Regions from separate parts of the Zea mays genome. Here all the other regions are linked to region 2. Evidence: chromatin contacts called from public Hi-C data. All regions are on one chromosome and are shown on one strand. Each heading gives the region's core, a stretch centred on a gene start, on an enhancer-like site or on the middle of the called end of the contact. The rest is flanking DNA. Distances are from core to core; before and after follow the strand shown. Region 1 holds the start of LOC100193774 (RNA-binding (RRM/RBD/RNP motifs) family protein). Region 2 holds the start of LOC103633393 (pentatricopeptide repeat-containing protein, mitochondrial-like). Region 3 holds the start of LOC100191698.

Evidence for each region. Hi-C and Micro-C count contacts between places; a contact is called where the count stands out from the background.
Region 1: a Hi-C map of endosperm shows a contact between it and region 2, with 2.7 times the contacts expected there. The contact joins the promoter of LOC100193774 here to the promoter of LOC103633393 in region 2. A contact is called at or near these places in 4 of 25 Hi-C or Micro-C datasets (ear, endosperm, leaf and 1 more).
Region 3: a contact with region 2 is called in a Hi-C map of leaf, with 6 times the contacts expected there. The contact joins the promoter of LOC100191698 here to the promoter of LOC103633393 in region 2. A contact is called at or near these places in 3 of 25 Hi-C or Micro-C datasets (ear, leaf and tassel).

Annotation. Positions count from the first base shown.
Region 1 is chr7:172,609,469-172,613,279 of Zm-B73-REFERENCE-NAM-5.0, forward strand. LOC100193774 (RNA-binding (RRM/RBD/RNP motifs) family protein) reads left to right here and starts at 2,287. Exons shown (of 6, transcript NM_001349836.1): 1 at 2,287-2,883; 2 at 2,978-3,075. The coding sequence starts at 2,505.
Region 2 is chr7:172,443,067-172,446,931 of Zm-B73-REFERENCE-NAM-5.0, forward strand. LOC103633393 (pentatricopeptide repeat-containing protein, mitochondrial-like) reads left to right here and starts at 1,615. Exons shown (of 7, transcript NM_001346742.1): 1 at 1,615-2,311; 2 at 3,700-3,865. The coding sequence starts at 1,680.
Region 3 is chr7:172,635,947-172,639,646 of Zm-B73-REFERENCE-NAM-5.0, forward strand. LOC100191698 reads right to left here and starts at 1,360. Exons shown (of 2, transcript NM_001137127.1): 1 at 1-1,360. The coding sequence starts at 1,276.

The DNA of each region.
Region 1 (3,811 bases), core at 1,037-3,536, 170 kb after region 2:
CAAGGCCCACCCCCAAGCTATGAAACTGCTTACTACATTGGCCATTTCTGACCAGGCTCCTTACACACTTAAAGATGGAATTATCAGGTTCAAAGGACGTGTTTGGTTAGCACACACTTCTGAAATGCAAACCAAGGTAATTGTGGCCCTACATGCCAGCGCCATTGGAGGACATTCTGGCTTCCCAGTGACGTATGCTCGGGTCAAACAGTTGTTCTATTGGCCACATATGAAGCAACATATTCGGGATTTCGTTGCAGCATGTGAGGTGTGTCACCAGGCAAAGCCTGATCGGTCTCGTTATCCTGGTCTGTTACAGCCACTACCCGTGCCCACCTATGCGTGGCAGGCGATTTCTTTGGATTTTATTGAGGGGCTGCCGCAGTCGGGCCGCTACAACTCCATTCTGGTGGTCATTGACAGACTCACTAAATATGGACATTTCATTCCATTGCGGCACCCATTCACCGCCCTCACTGTGGCACAGGCCTTCATGACCGCAGTTTACCGCCTTCATGGCATGCCAGAGTCTATCGTCTCGGATCGTGACCGTATCTTCACGAGTTCCTTATGGCGTGAATCTTTCGTTTGTCTGGTACTCAACTATTGATGAGTTCATCATACCATCCGCAAACAGACGGCCAGACCGAGAGGGTCAATCAGTGCTTGGAAACATTTTTACGCAGCTTTGTGCAGTCCTGCCCTTCAAAATGGTCCTCATGGTTGTCCGTGGCTGAGTTCTGGTACAACACATGCTCTCACTCATCCTTGGGCTCTTCCCCATTTGAGGTTCTTTATGGGCGTGCACCTCGTCACTTCGGTCTTTCAGTGGAGGATTCTGTGCAGCACACTGATCTCAGTTCTTGGCTTTCACAACGTGAGCTGATGCTGCGCATTATTAGGAACAACTTGCTGCGTGCCCAGCAGAGGATGAAACATCAGTCTGACAAGAAGCGAACTGAACGCGTATTTCAGATGGGCGATAAGGTATATTTGAAACTCCAACCGTATATCCAGTCCTCTGTCGCTACTCGGGCAAATCATAAGCTTTCATACAAGTATTTTGGCCCTTACGAAGTCTTGCAGAAGGTGGGTGCCGTTGCATACAGACTTCGTTTACCAGAATCTTCTTCAGTTCATCCGGTGTTCCATGTCTCCCAGCTCAAACAGTATATCAAACCCACTTGTGCGGTGAGTGCTACACCACCAACGGCTGCTACTTCCTTGTGTTACCCAGTGCAGGTGTTACAGAGGCGCTCAATTGCTCGTGGCGGCCACCAGGTCGAGCAAGTATTAGTCCGCTGGTCTGACTGTGATGAAGCGCTGGACACATGGGAGGATGAAATCACTCTGCAGCGTCAATTCCCAGCAGCCGCTGCTTGGGGACAAGCAGCCTCAAAAGGAGGGGGGAATGTCAGCTCCAAGGGAAATGGTGCACGTGAGGGAGCAGGAAGACGTTCGGATGGCGGTGGAAATCAGAAACAGCTGGAGAAAGAAGTGCTGGGCCGCCGTGTGCCTAGGCCCAGTGGTCGATATCCATCGGACAAGTGGTCCGTGTAAGAGTGCTGTAAGGGGTACTAAAACTAAGACTGGCCACAGTGAACGCTAAGAATGAAGAAAATACTATTGCTCTCCTTCCATCTCCTACCTCTGGTTCTCCTCTCTACCGTAGTTGTAGTAGGCTGCTAACATTTAGCGCCTCACCACATAAGTAAATTTGCTAAGAAACAAGAAAAAAAATCTCTCATAATCACTGATGACTAATACATAGATGACACTTTATTTGACTTTTGAAGAGTGGCATCCATGAGACGAAAAAACCAAACACCTGAAAAGAAATCTTTTTAATGCAAAAATTGAATTCTTTGAAAATAATTAGCGTGAAACATAGTATAGTACTCCCTTCAATTATAATACTTTTAAATTATTTATATATACCTTTTTATTATATATTTAAATATAGTATATATCTTAGAGGATATAAAAATTATATTATATATATAGAACGTAAAATCTGAAGAAGCTTTCATCCGATACATGTCTAAAAAGCATCCCTCCGTGATACAAAACTAAACTAAGTGGCGTTAAATAAATAAAAAATAGATGTAGAAGAAACCAAATACTAGAAGAGTTAATAGAGAATTAAATATAGTTTTTGTATTTAAATTATAGGTAGTTACGTTTAATATAAACCGTGTAACTAACCCAAAAATAAACGTGAGAGATCTTTTAAAAAAACATTTTCTCCTGAAAAAGTGTTTCCAGAGGGAAATTAGAAATCCATCCCGATCCTATCGTCCCCAATTTCTTCTGCTCCACCTAAATAGATCCGTAGCCGTAGCCTAGGCGCGCACATTGCAGAAAGATCGAGCGGAAGGTCGGCAGCAGGCGCATAGATGCAGGGGTGAGGGCACGGGCGGCAGCGCTTGACGGGCGACGAGTAAACCCTAACGCTTTGATTGCGGGCGGCGTCGTCTGAGCCAGTCCCGAGTCGATACGCTGTCATGCCTGTCAATCCTCCTCCGCCACCTCCTGGGTCGTCGTCTTTGGCTCCGGCGGGGGCCAGCTACTTCCCGCTCCCTTTCCACCTGCAGCAGCACCAGCCGCCGCCGCCGCAGGTGCCGCCGCCTATGGCGGCGAGCAGCTATCAGCAGTATCAGCAACAGCTGCATCAGGCCCATCAGCTCTTCCAGCGGGACGCGCAGACCATAACCCCCGAAGCGCTGCAGAGCGTCAAGGCTGCCCTCGCCACCAGCGACGTCCTCGACCCCGTCGCCGCCGCCAACGCCAGGCTCTCCGATCCCTCTACCAGCAAGAAGCCCATCCCCCGTCGCGCTGCCGGACAATCCTGGGAGGATCCTACCCTCACTGAATGGCCCGAAAGTAGCAGCCAACATAACCTATTAATCCAGTTTCCTTTGTTTTATGCTTCTCCCTTATTTCATTTCCTTGTGTTTCAACTCTTAACAATTTGCAGACGACTACCGGCTGTTCTGTGGAGATCTAGGCAACGAAGTTAATGATGATGTTCTCTCCAAAGCATTTTCACGGTTTCCATCCTTCAACATGGCAAGGGTAAACGGCCCATTTTTATCCAAAAAAGCTTATTTGTAGCAAAACTTATTCAACGATCCAATTATTGTTTGCCAGGTTCTCTGAAATTTGTTATGTAATATCTACTGTCAAATTCTTTTACTGTTTATGGAATAAAACTAACTAAAATTCTCAGGCTTTTAATTGTGGCATTGGCTGTTAAAATGCATGGCTGAACATGTCCAATACATAGAAATATCATTCAATGTAGTTCTGCCTCAAGTCAAAAGTTATGCAGATTGCCAAATAGTCTCGCCCGAAATGATTATCATAGGTAGATAACATTTACAGACCGCACGAGGTACTTCAGAGGCTGATAGGGAGTTTATTGGCAAATTCATTGCTTAGAAATTAGAATACATTCTATGGGAATGTATATGTGCAGTCTTATCTGAAATGAGAATGATTAATGTAGGATTTTAGGTAGATAACTTTTAAAGGCTTCATGAGGAAGATAACGTTTACATCCTGCACGATATGTATTTAATCTACACCCCAAAAATGATTAATCTGATTAGATTATTTCAGTAGCACACATGAGGTCCGACTATATAATCTTTTGGCATGAACTATATGCGCATCATAGCATTTAAATAGGAGGTTCCCTGTTGATGAAATCATGCCTTGCGCTACTTCCTATGTTTACAAAATGATTTTTTTGTCAGTTCTGCCTAATTAGTTTTGCTAAACCTTTTCTACCATTCTCTATAGATATCAG
Region 2 (3,865 bases), core at 365-2,864:
CGCTAATCACTAAAGCCTTATGTGGAATTGAAGAGGATTTGATCTCTTTGGTGTGTCTAGAATTGAATGCCTAGCTCTTGTAAGTGGCTGAGAAGTGGAAAACTTGGATGCAATGAATATGGGGGTGGTTGGGGTATTTATAGCCCCAACCACCAAACTTGACCGTTGGTGGAGGCTGTCTGTTCGATGGCGCACCGGACATGTCCGGTGCCCCAGCCACGTCACCAATGCCGTTGGATTCTGACCGTTGGAGCTTCTGACTTCTGGGCCCGCCTGGATGTCCGGTGCACACCGGACATGTACTGTTGGATGTCCGGTGCGCCAGTATGGGCGTTCCTGACATCTGCGCGCGCTGCGCGCGCATTTAATGCGTCGCAGGTAGCCGTTGGCGCCGAAATAGCCGTTGCTCCGCTGTTACACCGGACAGTCCGGTGTACACCGGACAGTCCGGTGAATTATAACAGAGCGGCTGAAGTGAATTCCCGAGGCTGGCGAGTTCCGGAGGCAGCTCTTCCTTGGAGCACCGGACACTGTCCGGTGTACACCGGACAGTCCGGTTAATTATAGCGCGAGTGCTTCTGGAAATTCCCGAAGGTGGCGAGTTCGAGTTGGAGTCCTCTGGTGCACCGGACATGTCCGGTGGTGCACCGGACAGTCCGGTGGTGCACCGGACAGTCCGGTGGTGCACCGGACAGTCCGGTGTGCCCGACCAGAGGTGCCTTCGGTTGACCCTTTGCTCCTTTGTTGAATCCAAAACTTGATCTTTTTATTGGCTGAGTGTGAACCTTTTACACCTGTATAATCTATACACTTGGGCAAACTAGTTAGTCCAATTATTTGTGTTGGGCAATTCAACCACCAAAATCAATTAGGGACTAGGTGTGAGCCTAATTCCCTTTCACATATTTTATACCCTATTTATTCACCTTAAAAAAATCAAAAACTTGATACCCGAATAATTATCCGTTTTCATCCCTACCACTTTTTCGGTTATTTTCAAAATGTTTTGAGAATAGATATTTTAATTTTTTGAACATAATATAATCCCATAAGAGCAAATCCGATAGTTATGTAAATTTTAACTCACTAAATCATAGATTCAAGTAGTTTCTAAATAACTTCACGAGTCTATAATAGCTCTCAAAATATAGATTATAGTTTTGTTTCGAATCTATTCACGTAAAAAAAGTCATAAATATGAATAACCACCTAGCTAGTTTTGTAAGGAGTTGGGAAATGTAAAGAGAAAATCAGGTTAGATACGAAATAGCTAAATTAAGGAAGTTTGTTAGAGAAGAGTGTTTAGGTTAACTATCTAAGTTATTGATTTAGAGAATGGAGTTGCTCAAAGAAGGTTTTGGAAATATTGTATTTGGCACTATCTCTCACGGTACAACTTTATTTTTTAAAAGGTGTACAGCTACAAACGTGAAAGTTTTGATTTTGACACTCTTCGGAACACCAGATTTTGTGTGTGTTTACGGTAAAAAATAATCTGGAATTTTATGGAGCGGCCTAGATTTTCATGCTGACCATGGTCATTGACAGAGTATCCAAATTACGGAAGCACCCTCCAAGTCCAACGTGACACTCGGCTGTTCCATTCGTGATCCCATCACACCAGCCGCCGTCTTCTCCCTCACTCCGCCACGCCACTAAAACCCTAATCCCTCGCCGCCATGGCTGCGGCGGCGGCCGCCACCTCGCTCCTCATACGCCACAACCGCAACCCCCACCTCCTCCTCCTCCGCGCCGCGATCTCCTCCTCCCGCGCACTGTCCCAGCAGCCGGAGCTGTCTCCTGACCCGACCACCGGCGCCCCCGACCCCGCCGGCGCCGCCCCACTCCCCCCAAACCCCAGCACGGGGAGCCCCTTATACAGCCAGAACTGGCGCAACCCCGCCGCAGCCAACCCGCCCTCTTCGCTTCTGCCCACCGTCGCCGCCGGCAGCTCCTTCGGAGCGCAGCACCGCATGGCCGCCTTCTACGATAAGCCCGACGCCGCGGGGCTCAAGGAAACGTTTGCCAAGTATATGGCGGAGCAGCGGTGGGAGGACATGAAGCTTCTGTTCGACCACTGGGTGCGCTCCCTCGACGCCGCCACGGGGAAGCCCAACCACCCCGACGTCGACCTATTCAATCACTACCTCCGCGCCAACCTCATGACGGGTGCCGTACCGCACGAGATGCTCGATCTCGCCGATCACATGCGCGAGTTCGAGCTCGAGCCCAACAGTGCATCGTACAACCTCGTGCTCAAGAGCATGGTCGCCGATAAGGAGTCCTACGGCGCCGAGAAGCTCATTGAACGGTTAGTGTGATATTCTGATATTCTTTTATGTACTGCATTGTCGTTGCTAGGTGCACTGAATGAGGTATTCTGATTTCAGTTCCGCTACCTAGTTTATTTACTACACTTTTATTAGGTGCGGACCTATAAATCTATAATGGTATAACCATACAAGTATCTTCTGTTGGAACCTATGGATTACAGTACTGAATTATCTTTTGTGACACTGGGATGTGGTTGATTCTGACGATTGTTGTCAAGTCTGGTATGATTACTTGCATAGTTAACTGTTTTACTTTGGATATTGGTACGTTAGGCTAATAGATTGCTAGCTTGACCTAAGGTACATGGAATGGTCTACATATATTTCTTATTGGCAAACATAATGATGGGAAATGGAAATACTGTTATCTCTTATGCTTGATGTTGGCTGGTTTTGCATTTGTTTTATGGATGTGTGGAAATTGTTCACTCATGAGGCTCTATGAAAATTGGTTTGCTCAGACTACCTCTATATTATGGATTTGTGATGTGTGGTTGATAAGAACTCGTATCCTTTACATTGCATAGTGTATACTTATTAATAAAGCGCCTTTTAGGTTGGGTTTTAAATTCCAGAAACTGGTCTTATCTACACATCTGTAGTTTTACTTCTTAAATAAATATGTGCAGCATTGATATAACAAAGGTGATATTGGAAAACTTTTTTATGCATGTTGGAGTGGACGCACTAACCAGTTTTTCAACTCAAAAGCTTAAGCTGATAGGAGAAGGCATGCAATCCAATTAAACACTTCAACACCCCACTCACGTGCAGCCAGAGAGAAAGGCGCAAATGGGGAAATAAATGGGTGGAGGCACAAATAAAGCCTCTATCAGGATTCGAACTCGAGACTTCTGCTCTGATATCATGTTAGAGTGGACGCATTAACCAGTTCAACCCAAAAGCTTATTAAGTTGCATACACCAACCAATTCAACCCAAACGCTTAAGCTGATGGGAAGAGGTGAGCAATTTACTTATATTATGTTCCAACACTCCCCTCACGTCGAGTCTCTCTTGGGTCTCAGACGTGGAATAGAAGCGAACAACAATTATTTTATTTTAATTGCGCTAACCAGGATTCGAACTTGTGATCTCTGACTTTGGTACCATATTAAGTTGCATGCACTAACCAGTTCAACCCAAAAACTTAAGCTTTTGGGAAGAGGTGGACAATTCACTTATATTATATTCCAACAATGCACATTATTTTCTTGTATTCCTTTTACCATTCTTTTTTTGCATGGCAACAATCTATACTTCAATTTGTACCAAATTTTGTTGTTCTTTCAAGGTCACTTTGGGACTCTACTACATTACAATTGACTTTTTTTACTATGAAATCATTTTCTATTTGTTGAAATCAGGATGCTGCAAACAGGAACAGTTCCAGATGAAGAATCCTACAATTTGGTTGTAGGCCTGCTTATTAGACAGAACCTTGTTGACTCATCTCTGAAGTATTTGGATCTGATGCTTAAATCGGGCTACACGCCATCACTAACTGTTTTCACTGATTATATCCAAGCATGT
Region 3 (3,700 bases), core at 110-2,609, 190 kb after region 2:
TCTCAAAATTCACCAATGGATCCCTCCCCTTCCGACCCCTCTTCCCAAGGTGCCCCTGAAGCAACATGATGTAAGTGTGCATGTTCGGTTCACATCCCCTGGTGATCATCTCCCTGAACACCTCAGTGGCCTCCCCTGCTCGTTTGATCCTCAGCAACCCCTTCATCAATCCATGATAGAGAGCAATCTCCTTCTCCTTAACGCCATGGAACACCCTGTATGCTTCCCTCACCCTTCTCCTCGACATCAGCCCATACACCAAATCTCCCAGCACCTCACCATCCACTTCCAGACCTCGTTTTACCATTTCTGCCAACACCATGTACGCGCCCCATACCCTCCCTTCCTTGCACAGCCATGACACCACCGCGCGGCAGCACCCGCCTCCGTTGTCCCGCACTCCGCTCCTCCGCATTCCGTCGAACAACTTCATGGCGTCGGCTACGCGGTTATTCTTGAACATGGTTACCACGATCTCCTGGTACGCCGCGGCACCCGGCTCGAGGCCGCGCCTCTCCATGCCATTCCACACCCTGCATGCGTCCGCAAGAGACCCCGCACGGCAGTACGCAACGACCAGCAGGTCGCAGCACCTGCCCGTGCGCGCGACGCCGTGCCGGTGCTCGGCGCGCTTGATCGCCTTTTCCGCGACGTCAGGGAGCCTGCACGGCTCCGAGCACGCGACGTCGGTGACGAACGTGAGGACCCGAGCGCGGTGGCACTCGGGGAAGAGCGTCACGAGCGCGGCTACCTTCCCGACCTCGCGGGCGGGAGCGAGCCCTCGCACGGCGGCGCGGAGTGCCGCGGCGGAGAGGAGGCTGCGGGGCAGTGAGAAGAGCGTGGAGTGGAGGAGGTCGATGTTCCCGGACTTGGCTAAGACGTCTAGGAGGCGGGCGGCAGTGGCTGGGGAGTGTGGGAACCCACCGCCTCCGCTGTCGCTGTCGCTGTCGCCGTCGCCGTCGCCGGCGCCGGCGCCGCGGTGGAGGGTGGAAAGGTGCGAGAGGAGGCGGTGCACGGGGCGCCAGGAGAGCGGGAACCGCGAGGAGGCCTGGAGGAAGAGCTCGCGAATGTCGGCGGGCGCGGTGGGCAGCGGCAACGCGGAGAGGCGGCGGCGCAGCGCGTCGTCGGGGTCGTGTTGCTGCTGGTATAGGATCGTGCATAGGCGGAGCATCAGCGCCGGATCGGTGGGCTTAGGCACGGGGGCCGGCGCGGGAGACGGCGTGGTGGAGAGGTGACAGCAAAAAAAAAGGAGGCGGTGGCGGGGACGGGGAGGCATCGTGTGGCTTCGGTCGTTGGTAAGGCGACGAAGGGCGGCGCGGGCGCGCGGCTCAGCCTCAGCGGTTGAAGAGCGCGAGAAAGCAGCCCGGCTGGGGCACACTGCCGTGCAACTGTGAGGTGAGATCGACGAACGGAATCTGGGCCGTGGGATCGTTGGGCTGTGTGGCCCGTGCGTGCACATGGGCATCATTTGTGCCTTGTGGGTATAGATGTCCAAACAGTGCGGGCCGCCCGTTTGGCCCGTGGCACGGCACGAATTTAACCCGGTCCAAATACGGCCCGACACGGTCGGTTATGGGCCCGGACCGGCACGGCCCGTTTAGCGGGCCGGTTATGGGCAGATACGACGGCCCGCGTGCTTTGGCCCGGCCCGGCCCGATAAATAGGTCGGCCCGACGGCGGCCTGCATATTTATGTAAATACTAAATATGTAAATACATTTAATTCTCTCATAGTATGTAAATACTAAATACGTGGCCAAACATATATAAAATACATACATAAATATTTTGTTGTCTTAATATATATAAATAATATGTTATTATATATGATTAATTCTGTTAAATATATGTATTTATATACCGTTCTACTGTTGGTTCGGGTCAGTGCCCGGCCCGGTCCGTTGAGGCCCACCGGGCCAACGGGCCGGCCCGGCACGATTTTTCCCTGTGCGTGCCGGGTTTGGGCATGTCCTTAGGCACGTGGGTCAGCCTGACCCGGCCCGAAGCATCAACGGGCCGTGCCTGGCCCGGTCCTATTCGTACCGGGCCGAAACGGGTTCGGGCCGGGTCCGTGCCGGGTGGCCCGTTTGGACATCTATACTTGTGGGTACAGGAACACGGCTCGCGAATGATTTTTCGTTGTATTGGGAAGGGAAAGTTAGACACAGACAGCTTAGGCATTGTTCAATTCTTCTCATTGCAAATGAATTAGATGTGATTAGAAAAAATTAAGAAAAAAATGACTTGGATTTAAATTTACCTAATCTTACTCAATCTATATGAATTGAGAGAGAACCGAACAAGCCTTTAGTATACTCTTTTAGTTTTGTTGGAGTTATACCAAGGACTAGAATAGAGCTGGAGTGGAACTCTATATTTTATCTCTACTACTCTATGATGGTAGAGTGGGCGTTCACTTTTTTTGGTGAAGCACGCCACGCCCCCGCCCAACATCATCAGCGTTCGTGTCCTCTGTCTCCCGCAATCCCCGCCCGGCCATCCCACGCTCGCGCCATCGATGGCTCTCCTCCTCGCCTCGCGTCCGCCACCTCCTCCTCGCCCCACATATGGTGCGTCCGCCACCTCCTCCTCGCCCCGCTTGCTGCTATCTGGGGAGATCTCCTCGTCCCACATGCGGCGCGTCCGCAGTCCACGAAAGGTCTGCACCTCCTCCCGTGCCGTTAATGGAAGGTCTGCCACCTCCTCCCGCGCCCGCGCCGTCAATGGAAGGTCCGCCACCTCCTCCCGCGCCCACGTCGTCAATGGAAGGTCTGCCACCTCCTCCCGTGCCTCCCTTTCCCTATGAGCATCCCCTGCCATTCATGGCGCTCCCCATCCATCCTCAAAAACTTCTATTTAAGAAACCCTAATCGAGCCCACCAAAACCATCCCCATCCTCCTCAGATCTTCCACGCCCTCCGATTTTACCTTTTGTCTCTGTGTCTTGTTTTTATTACAGAATCTGTAGCAAATGGCTAACGACGAGGACACCCAGCCCCTTGTTTGTGACAATGGACTGTTTCAGTACAAAAATGCACTCCAAAAGTGGTTTTGGATCAACAAATGTTTTTATAATTCCTCAAAAAGAAAGAACATCAGGACAGAAACTCATTATGCCATTTCAATACAGTTCGTTTAAGCTTCATTATCAGTATGCCATTATAATTTATTGTAGTTCATTATTTTTTCTGATTACTTCCCGTTTCTTCCTAGATGTTTACGTGCATCTGTTAGATCCGGGGCAAGAGGACGGTGAAAGACTTGGACCTTGTCGGCGAGCGCAACCGCTAATCTTAAACTAATTAGCAAGTGTGGAAATAAAGGTACACAGTAGTGATTATCTGAGATTTATATGAACTTTTGATGTATTTTTTCTTTTTTGTTTGCCTTCATCTAAATTTCTATAGTACAATAGAAAAATGATCATTATCATCAGAATATTATAGCGGTAGCACACAACGAAGGTAAACAAAAATTACATTTTTCTAGCAGTGTAGTATCCGGCTAGAGTATACATAACTTGCAGAAAATAATTATCGAACACTGTATATTATAGCAGTATACCATACCACTCACTGCCAGTTTCGATTAGAAAACATTTATAGAAATCAGTAGAGAAATGATCATTAGCAGCATTATATTATTTTTGCATGCATTTCGGTTATATCTTTAGCAACATTTCGGTTAGTTATACTGCTACA